Linked DNA regions of Mus musculus: region 2 is linked to region 1. A link is a contact called in public Hi-C data. All regions are on one chromosome and are shown on one strand. The core of a region is the stretch at or near the end of the contact, and the rest is flanking DNA. Distances in the headings are between cores, read along the strand shown.

Region 1 (4,883 bases), core at 1,525-4,024:
AAAATCATAGAAAAGCTGAACAATGTGTAGAACCAGAAATGAAATTAGCAGGCCTTTCTGTTCTTGAATCCCCCAGGTAAATCTTTCCTCTTCACTAAAAATCAACCAACTATAATTAACACTGATGCCACAAGCAGAGAAGGCCTTGTAATTAATCCTACTTAAACTAAAAAGATTTTATTCCTTAACTCACAAAAGAAGCCAGCTCAAAATACTGTTCCCAGAGTCAAGGCTTACATTTTAACCCTAATGATTAACAATATGAGAATATAAATTAGTTGTATGTAAATTGCTCTGGATCCTAGGGAAAACTGTGTGGTGGGAGAGACCAACCAACTCAATTCAGAGTTGCTTACGGAAGGCAGCAGCAGGAATAACTCAGCACCTTACAAGCTCTTACTGGGACTTCAGTGCAGAATCAGCCAGTCTCTGCCATGCAGAGTATCTGTCTCCCTCCGTCTCCGAGCACTCCCTCAGCACATCCTACAGGATCATTCTCCCTTATCTCCTAACTCATCAGCACATGATTTAATCATGCCTGCCTGCATTGCCAACACATGCACAGAACCTAGAAGGCCCCAAGACTTGGTGAGCAATCAATAACAATGAGGATAGGGACTGCAGAGTAGACAAAGAAGGGGTCAGAAGGAGCCACTTAACATGTCCTGGGAGAAGTGTGAGCTTCTCCAAAGACATTCACTTTGTCCTTGGACGCTGAGCAAGACTGACTAGGTAAAGGTCCCTAGGAATGGTCCTGGTTCAGTCTTCAATATCAATACACATGTATGTATGTATGTATGTATGTATGTATGTATGTATATGCATGTCCATTGTGTGTGTGAGCATGGTAGGGAAGAGCCTGCAATGACAGCAATCAGCAATCACTGTGAGAATGCAAGAACTCAAGGAGCAGCAAAGAAGTTCAGAGTGAAGAGCCTTACATCCCAAGCTAAAATAGTTTTCACTGAGGACTCTGGGCTTTGAAAGCTCTTGGTGTTATTAAATCCTGACAGAAACGTCAAGATCCATCCCTGAAGAGTCTTTAGCTAAAAGTTATGAAAGATACTAGGAGAATTTTGTCTATAAATGTCTATAAAGACTATAAGCAGCCTTTGCATACCAAAGTACATAATTACTACACATATACACATTTCTGCCTATCAAACACACAAATAGATACATACATATATACATATATATGTATGTATATATTTATGTATATTTATGCATTGCTGGAAGTCTCATTCACACACGACATAAAAGGGGTTCCTTTGAGTGTCTAGTGAAATTATATTAATTATGTTAATTATAATTGTTCAAGGGAAAAATAGAGAAATCTTTTTTAAATGAAAGAAAAAGATAACTTGAATTTCCCCCCGTCCCCATCTTTAAATATCAAGATTATGAGCCAGCAACATCCCCAGTCCAGAGTTCATAAGGTTATATGATGGGGCCCACTTTGCCTGGCAGCATCGGTGAGGCACAAAACTTCTAAGTGAATGAACCTTTAGGTAAGGTTCTAAGCTAGAGGACACCACAAATATCCTGGCCCTACACGTGTTTGGCTCAAAGAAAAGTAACGCGGGCTTCTTGCCTTTCGACTTTGCCAGGTATTTAAAAATGTAAGATAAGATGGTATTAGTGAGCTGCCTAGGAGACACCGAAAGGCTGGGCGCGGATCGTGGACAGCCTCGAGTTTCACCCCAGCAGATCCTCCCGGAGCAGGGCAGAAGGCCAGCGCGGCCGCTCACCGGCCCCGGGGCTGGCAGCAGGCGGCGCGCCCGCAAGGAGGGAGGCAGGTACCGGGCGCACCGCGCGCAGAGCCGGGTTGCAGGGCGAGCATGCGGCGGCTGTCAGAAGAAGGCCAGCATCCTCCCTGGTCTGGGCAGGCGCCTGGGCCTCTGCCACTACTACGTGGCTGGGCTACCCACCGAGAGGTCATGGCAGGAGGCAGAGGCGCGGCTGCGCCCGCAGGGTCTCCCAGGACGCGTTTCACCCAGCACGGCGCGGGGGCGCGGAAGCCCAGGGCGGCGCCCCCGCATCCCCACCCCGCCCAGGCAGCCCATCCGCGTGGTCAGCGGCCACGAGCTGCGGCCCCAGGGCTCGAGGGGGGAGGAGGATGCGGCGTTACTGGGTTCCAGCTCCGCCGCCCCGGCGATCCGGGAGATAAAAGTTTGCAGCCTGCAGCTCGTCTGCAGTGCGAGTCACATCCGCCGCGCCACCTCCTGCAGCAGCCGCGCTCAGGGAAGGAAGGGACAAATTAAAAATTAAAAAAGACAATAAAATAACTGTTGAAGCCGGTAGGCCCCGAAGCCGGCCGCTCTGCCTCTGGGCGTGCAGGCAGGCAGGAGAACCGCATCCCGCACCCACTCCCGCCCAGTCTCGGCGCCCGGCCTGGACCGGCCCCGCAGCACCCTCCGCACTGACCGATAACCTCCTGGAGCTCGTACGCGTCCCTGCAGATGGGCCAGCCGACCGCCTGAGCTGCCGGGGCCGGGGCTGGAGCAGCAGCTGGAGCCGGGGCCGGGGCTGCGGACGCCGCCGGAGCCGGGGCCGGGGCCGGGGCTGGTGCTGATGTCGCGGCCGCCGGGGCCGTCGCCGCCGCCGCTGTCACCGGGGCCGCCTGCTGGGAAAGCTGGACGTGCACAGGCGAGCCGCTCGGCTCCGCCATGATGCTGCGGGAGGAGAGTGAGGGGACGCGCCGGCCGGCGGACGACCTTCCACTTGAAACTTCCCTAGCCTCGTCGCCCACACCTCTCGGCCGGCGCACGCCCTCCCCGTCCGCCGCAGCCGCCGCCGCCGCCGGAGCCTGCCACGAGGGGAGGGAGCCAGCCGGAGGCCGAGCGGGGCGGAGGGAGGAGGCTGCGCCGCGGAGGCGGGGACGGGAGGAGGCGGCGGCCGCCGCGCCCGCCGCGCGCCCCGATCCTCGCGCGCACGGTGCTCTCAGCGCCGAGGGGAACCGCCGCCCCCTCCCGCCCTGCTCGCCGCCAGGGAAGTTTCCACGCGCTGGGAGCCGGGCGGCTTCGGGGGGTGATTTCGGGGCTTGCCCCGCTCCCTTCCTGCCCTGCCGCGCCTCCGCCCTAGACAATCGCACTCTCCCGAAGAAGCCCCCCTGGGACTCCGAGGGCGGGGTCGTTGAACGGCTGCCAGATTCTCAGCCTGCTAACTCTCCCCGAGCGAGCGAAAGAACCTGGAGTTCTTTTACAAGTTAGCGAGGGAGACACCTACCTACACGGCGTCGGTTTTGTAGGACGCCGGTTAAAAAATAACCCAACTTGTAACTTTCCGGCGCTTTACCTGGCAGGAGCCCTTTCGCACCTTGCCTAATGAAATCGCCAGTGCTGCTCTGAAATGAAACCCGACTCCCTAAATCCCCGGCTTTCTCTTTTGTTCAAAGACACTTGGACCCTAGGAAGGTGATGTCAGGGGCAGTGAAGTTACAAGAAGTAGAGAGGAGAAAGGAGTGTAACAAAATCAGAGCGCAGGCCTAGCATGCTATGGTTCTATCCCCAGCACTTTTTATGTGCTTAAAACCATGCTCGGAGGTAAAGTGCCAGCTTAATACACTTAAGGTCCTTGGTTCGATACCAAGTACAAATGAATACATAAACAGTCACATTAACCCTTTAAGACCCTAAGGTCAGACAGCAAGTTTCTTGACAGAACACTATGAACCTACTGGGGCATAAATTAACTGCAATGGAAAGTTTTGAATAAATGCTGCTTTTTCAACACTCCCCAAATTACCTCATCTTTAAAATAGCTGTGGCAAAACCAGAGATTTTTCTAATTGCAGGTGTCACATTTGAATGTTCAACTCTCATCCCTCACAGAGGTGACCACTATTAAAAGATTCTTGTCTCAGGCTGGAATGGTACTCTGACTCAATAGGCGTATTCGTTATGTGGCTGACATTAGGCTGGCTGGTTCTCACGAGACAGCCAGGCTTGAGAAAGAACAAAGCACAGGAGAGCCATGAAACTCTTAAAGGGATAAAAATAAAAATCTCCTTAAACTCTTTAAAAAATAATTCAAAAGAAACTTAGACATTTGCTAGGAGAAAAACCAGTTGTCTGGCAAAAGCAATGACGTTAACTGTTTACTTAACCTCTTAGGGCACTATGGGACAGATGGATAAACTAGCAACTAGCATGACTTGCTCAAAGAGCTAATATTTATGCTGCTAAGAACTTGTATTTCCTTTTGTGCAGATATACTATTTTTTAAAAAGCCAGCATATTTGTTTTAATTTATGTCAAGAAATAGACTACTTCATAAACAAACTCTAGGCCTCTGATGAACAGGGCAGTTATCCCAAGTCACTGGTTACCTCTCCCTGAGCTGCTCCCATTTCATCCAAAGAACTTTTAAGGACTGCTTTTAAAGGAAAAAGAGACAAGATTAACAGAGCATTCCTCCACGTTGTCATATGAAGTTATGTCTTGACTTTTGATCGTGAAATGGGATTGTGAAGGCCAGGAAAGCCTTTAAGACATGCTAGGAAAACATGATTCACAGAATCGAGGCAGCAACCCCAGACCACTTGGTTTCCCACAAAGAACGACTGTTCCCTCCTCAGAGGCCAGATATCTGTCCTCAGCCAACCACTTTCTAAATGACCACCAGGGAAGCCATTTGTAAGAATTCTCATGAGCTCAAGGCTGTTAGTGCTTTTCAACTGAAGATTAGGTTGCAACAGAAGACTGGAAACGCCAATGTTCTGGCCAGGAAAGGAATCTTCTTTTTAAAAAAATCATCTGGCATGAAACTTGGCTGAGGTTACCAGGGTATAGAATGAGGTATGTAAAGAGCGAGCACGGACCCTTCTCTTCTCTTCTTGTTTTCAAGTCTCTGAATGAATGAATCCTATTTTTTTAAATAAA
Region 2 (4,883 bases), core at 1,334-3,833, 1.1 Mb after region 1:
AAAAATCACTTCAAAATGCATTTATCAAAATGATTTATCAGGAAAATGCTCGACGCCAAGCCTGACCACTTGAACTGCATTCTGGGATCCACACTACTTTCCACATGTTTATGATATGTGCACTCGCGTGCACGCTTACACACACATGAATAAAGGCAAAATTACATTTTGTGTGTGTGTTTGGAAAAGAAATGAGACCAGAAGATCACAAACAGCCTGAGTCATAACTTCAGGCCAGCCTGGGCTAAACATGGAAACACTGGTTCATTTTAAAAAAAATTAATTACAATAATCAAATAGCAAAACTAAAAATGGTGACACTTGGGCTCTAGTTTGTTACCCAGAATGCCAGGGCGGGCGATGCATGCCATCAATCCCAGCACTCAGGAGGCAGAGGCAGGCAGATCTGAGTTCCAGGCCAACCTAATCAACAGAGCAAGTTCCAGGACAGTCAGGACTACAGAGAAACCCTGTCTCAAATAAATAAATAAACAAACAAATAAACAAATTCCTGAAGAATATATACACATGTCATACACGTGTATGTGTGCATGTATGTATGCTTGTATGTGCTCTCAGCCATATGTTAGGTGATTATTGCATTATCCGCTAAAAACTTGAAAAATGCTTCCCACTTTTTCTCCGTAATTCACATGGATGAGAACTTGAGGAAATCTAGGTACACAGTATTTGGTGACACCAAAAAACAGGGAGAAGAATGCATGTTCCGGTGGTAAAGGGACATCAGCTCAAGAATGTAAGCAACCTTTCCCTCCAGACAGGAACAGAAAAGTACACTAAACCCTAGGGCTATATTTAGCGCATGATATATAACCCTAAGCACTCTCCCTACCGCGGGCGCACACACAATATAACAGTAAGTCTCCTTTCTGCGTTTCCAATACTGTAGAAAGGTGTTCAAAGGAAGAACTGTTAGACATCTTCTCTTGCCGCCCACCCCTCCTTTTCGAAAGATTTTTGCAAAGCCTGGTGGATTTGTTGGCGCTCCCAAACTTCCCAGGAAGTCTGAGATGGGTGCTGCCTGGAGCTGCTGTATAATTACTTACTTGATTCCCTCTAAGGAGCTTACGCTAAGAATTGAGGAAAGAAAGCAGATTAACCATTTGAATACATGCCACGGCCCATCCACAAGCCCTCCCCTCTCTCCTCTCTATAAATGGGGGCTTCCACAGTCCTCACCCATCAACCCCAATATGTGATCTAGGGAAATCAATTTATTGCTTTGACTAATCCTGCAACAATAGGGGTTTCATTTTTATTGTAGGGCAATTAAGTTGTCCGACGGGAAAGAGCGGGAGGGGAAGTGGGGACTGGCCCATCCCCACAGACAGATTAGTCCCTGCAGAGGCTGCAGCGTCCGTTCTGTCTGTCTGGTGGTCGGTCACACGCAGCACCAGGCTGCTACCTAGCAACGAAAGCCAGGGAGAGAGCTCGTGGGTTCTCCTTGAGTCAGTCTCTCTCTCTCTCTCTCTCTCTCTCTCTCTCTCTCTCTCTCTCTCTCTCCCTCCCTCCCTCCCTCCCTCCCTCCCTCCTTCCTCACTTTGCTTTCCCGTTTTCTCCATTCCTTTCAACTTGTCTCTCATTTTCTTCTCTTATAGTTTTCTATTCTAAATAATTTCCTCCCTTTCCTCTCTCTCCCTGTTTCACGGGGAAGGAAAAAAAAAAAACCTCCCGGACAACTTGAAAAAGTTTGTAGTCACTTTAGAAACTTTCTGCATTCCAGTCCCCAAACTCAGGCGCAGCTAACCAGCTCCATTCATCAACACAAAAGCACCCGCTCTGGGTAGGAAAGGGAAAGCCTTCAAGAAAAGTACTCTAGTGTATCAGCCGCTTCCTCTGCCAATCCCACCTCCCCGCCTTATCTGGGCTCGTAAACGATCGGTATCATGAGATGCGGTCTCATGGGGGTCACCGCGGGACAGGGTTTCGCCACTGATGGAAGGAGGCTCTGGCCGGCGGCCCCTGGCGCACGGTGGGATCGGATCTCCCGCGCCGGCTGGACGCTGCAGGTGGAAAGCGGCGCTGGGAGCGGCGTGGAGGACCGCCCCGCCCCAGCCAGAAGAAAGCTGCAGACCCACGCGGGAGACCCTCGTACTCCAGGTTCCATCCTGGAAAGCCTTGAGGGTCAGGACTAATTCCCGTGGGAACAAAGGCACGATAGCCGTGGGACGAGCTGTCACCGAAACCGGTGCGTCCGCGTTCCCCAACCAGTACAAGAAGCGGCGCTGCAGTCATCTCTCCTGGGGTCACCGGAGCGCTCAGCCGGAGCAGCTCCGCAGCCGCCCACCCTCGTCCGGCTCAGCTCCGCAGCGACTATGGTGGCGTAGCGCGGGCAGGTGACCGCTTACCTTGGCCACTGACTGGCGCCAGGCAGGCAGCGATCGCCAGCAGCAGCATCCATGCCGCCGCCGCGGCCCCGCGCTCCATCGCGGAGACGGCCCCGGGCCTCGCCGTTCCTTCCCCGGGAGGTGGGCGCGCGTCGCAGCGGGCACAGGCAGGTTACTCCGCTCCGGAACAGGAGTCTTGCTCAGCAGCAGTCGCTGGCTCCTAGAGGCAGAAAGCCGGTCCCGGCGCCTGAGGCATCCCGTTTTCTACCCGCGCCAGTCCCCACCCTCCAGACAGTGCATAAAGCCCTCTAGACCAGACCGCCCCGGAACTAGCATGCGGGAATCCAGTGGGCCAGGCCCCCTACTGCCCGGCCCGCCCCCTGCACTTTGCGACTCTGGGAGGAGTGGGCCCTCGGACACTTGCGCGCTAGCACATGCACACTCCACAAGCGCGCTCGCTCGTGCATGCTCTCACCCAGGAGCACAGGCTCCGGGAACACAAAACTGCCTCCCACGCTGGCGAGCGCCCACCCCTCGCTCGCACGAGCACACACACTCCAAGGTCCTATTCAATCACTGACAATAATCGCCGCTGCTCACATTCGGAGCAAGGGCTTGGCCTCGCCACTCAGAGGGATGGCTAGACGGGGCGAGGAAGAAATTGGCCACGGACACAAACTCTAAAACGTTATCACCGGTGGGAAGGAATGGAGAAAGGGGGGAAGTCAAGAGCAGCGACTAAAAAAAGAAAGAAAGAAAGAAAGAAAGAAAGAGAAAAGATGAAAAGGGAAAGAAAAAGAACAAATGGGGAAAGGGGAGCAAGGAAAGGGGAAGAGAAAGAAGGGGGAAGAAAAGAAAAGGCAGAGGGTGTTTTAGTGCGGGTCTTTCATCTCAACACTCGGGAGACAGAGACAAGTGGATCTCTGTGAGTTTGAGGCCAACCTGGTCCACACAGTTCCAGGACAGCCTGGGCTATGTAGAAAGAACCTGTCTCAAAAAGAAGGGAAGAGGGAGGGAGGGAGGGAGGGAGGGAGGGAGGGAGGGAGGGAGGGAGGGAGGGAGGGAGGGAGGGAGGACCAGAAAAAAGCTGGACAGAGCCAAGCCGCCTGACCTCCTTGCCTCGGTGTGAACTCGCTAAGCTGCCTCGGGGCCCTCCTCCCCCTGACAGGGTGCAGGCTACCCAGATGGGGTAGCTTGTGTTTTTATAGTCAGAGAGGAGATTCTATCATTGCTCTGGAGGCCATAACTATCTGGCTCCCCAAGCGTCAGGTGTCAGTCATGCCAGACAGCGTCTCCTACAGTTCTGTTCATTTCGAAACAAAACTTGGGGGAGGGGTTGTTTTCTCCGCAATGCCAATAATGAGAGAAACACCAGGAATTCGGGAGAACTCTATGGTTCCCCTCGGGGACCACACTGAACCTGTTAACTGGGAGACAACCCTCTTTAAGAGAGTGGACCTTACACGAGCCCTTCAGACCCCGGTCTTCAGTTCCGCAGTGCCGAGACGAGTCAGTCGGTGCAATTGGTTGCTCTAGGAGCCCCACCGGAGGACCCGGCTGATTCTCAGCCTGATCATCCCAGAATCTTCTGCCCCAGTCGCTGCAGCAAGCCCATAGAGCCCTAGACCATTTTCCTAGAGTCGTTTTCCTTAAGCAAAAGGGCTGTGATGTAGGAAAGGCGGCTATCCACGTGGTGACAGAGCAGGGTCCCTCTGCCTTCCCTCCCTGGAGCGATGGCCTGCCAGTTACTGCCCTCCTCTTCTCCCCCCTGCAAGTATAGTCTGGACCTCTGCTGACCACAACAGCGAGTGCAGCGTGGCTTAGGCTGGCAAGCCTTGGGGATGGGGGACAAATTAGGTGTTGCTTTTGGAAGACAAATCTGGCACCTAAAACTTAAAAGACTTAAAATCAGTAGGTTTGTGAAAACAACGTCTGGACAGGGAAACTAAAGTTAGATGCTTTGGCCAAAGGTTTCTACTCTGAGGCACCCAAGAGGAGCGAGGATTGGGGACCCCAGGGAGGAGGGGTTGGTGTGGAAAAGGAGTCAACAGGTGGGGATTGGGTAGGGGGCGCGAAGCTGCCCTCCAGTCTCAGTTTGTGATTTATGCTGGTCCCAGAATGACTGTACAAGACCGCGCTGGGGTCATGAAGGTTAGAAGCCTTCCAGGGCCAGGCTGCATGGACGTCCCGCATCACTGCTCCGCCAAGTTGCAGAGATCCTCGACCTGTGCCTGGGAGGCAAGTTGTGTGTGTGTGTGTGTGTGTGTGTGTGTGTGTGTGTGTGTGTGCGCGCGCGCGCGCGCGCGCGCTCCACAGTGGCGGTCCAGGGATCCAAGCATTCCTTTCGGCACTGAAGGGTTCTTCTCATTGTTGCTGCCTTTGTGCTCTAGTGTTGCCAACTTACCGGAATTCCAGACGTGGTTGCACAGCGGGGCTCAGGCTGACCACACTAGCCAGCCATTTGTGTAGGGGACCACGCAGCGCTAATCCCAAAAGTATGGCAGAAAGGGGAGGGGGGTATGAGGCGGTGTGGAT

What was found. A called contact is a pair of places that touch in the nucleus more often than the background predicts.
Region 2: a contact with region 1 is called in a Hi-C map of embryonic stem cells, with 7 times the contacts expected there. The contact joins the promoter of Lrp2 here to the promoter of Stk39 in region 1. A contact is called at or near these places in 2 of 39 promoter capture datasets (cranial neural crest and hippocampal neurons), 10 of 484 Hi-C or Micro-C datasets (all in embryonic stem cells) and 3 of 115 datasets of contacts at active chromatin or transcription factors (all in embryonic stem cells).

What each region holds. Positions count from the first base shown.
Region 1 is chr2:68,469,207-68,474,089 of GRCm38.p6, forward strand. Stk39 (serine/threonine kinase 39) reads right to left here and starts at 2,775. Exons shown (of 18, transcript NM_016866.2): 1 at 2,428-2,775. The coding sequence starts at 2,671. Gm13596 (a long non-coding RNA gene) reads left to right here and starts at 3,758. Exons shown (of 4, transcript XR_866392.3): 1 at 3,758-4,799.
Region 2 is chr2:69,583,446-69,588,328 of GRCm38.p6, forward strand. It overlaps Lrp2 (low density lipoprotein receptor-related protein 2), which reads right to left and starts at 2,584. Exons shown (of 79, transcript NM_001081088.2): 1 at 2,370-2,584. The coding sequence starts at 2,448.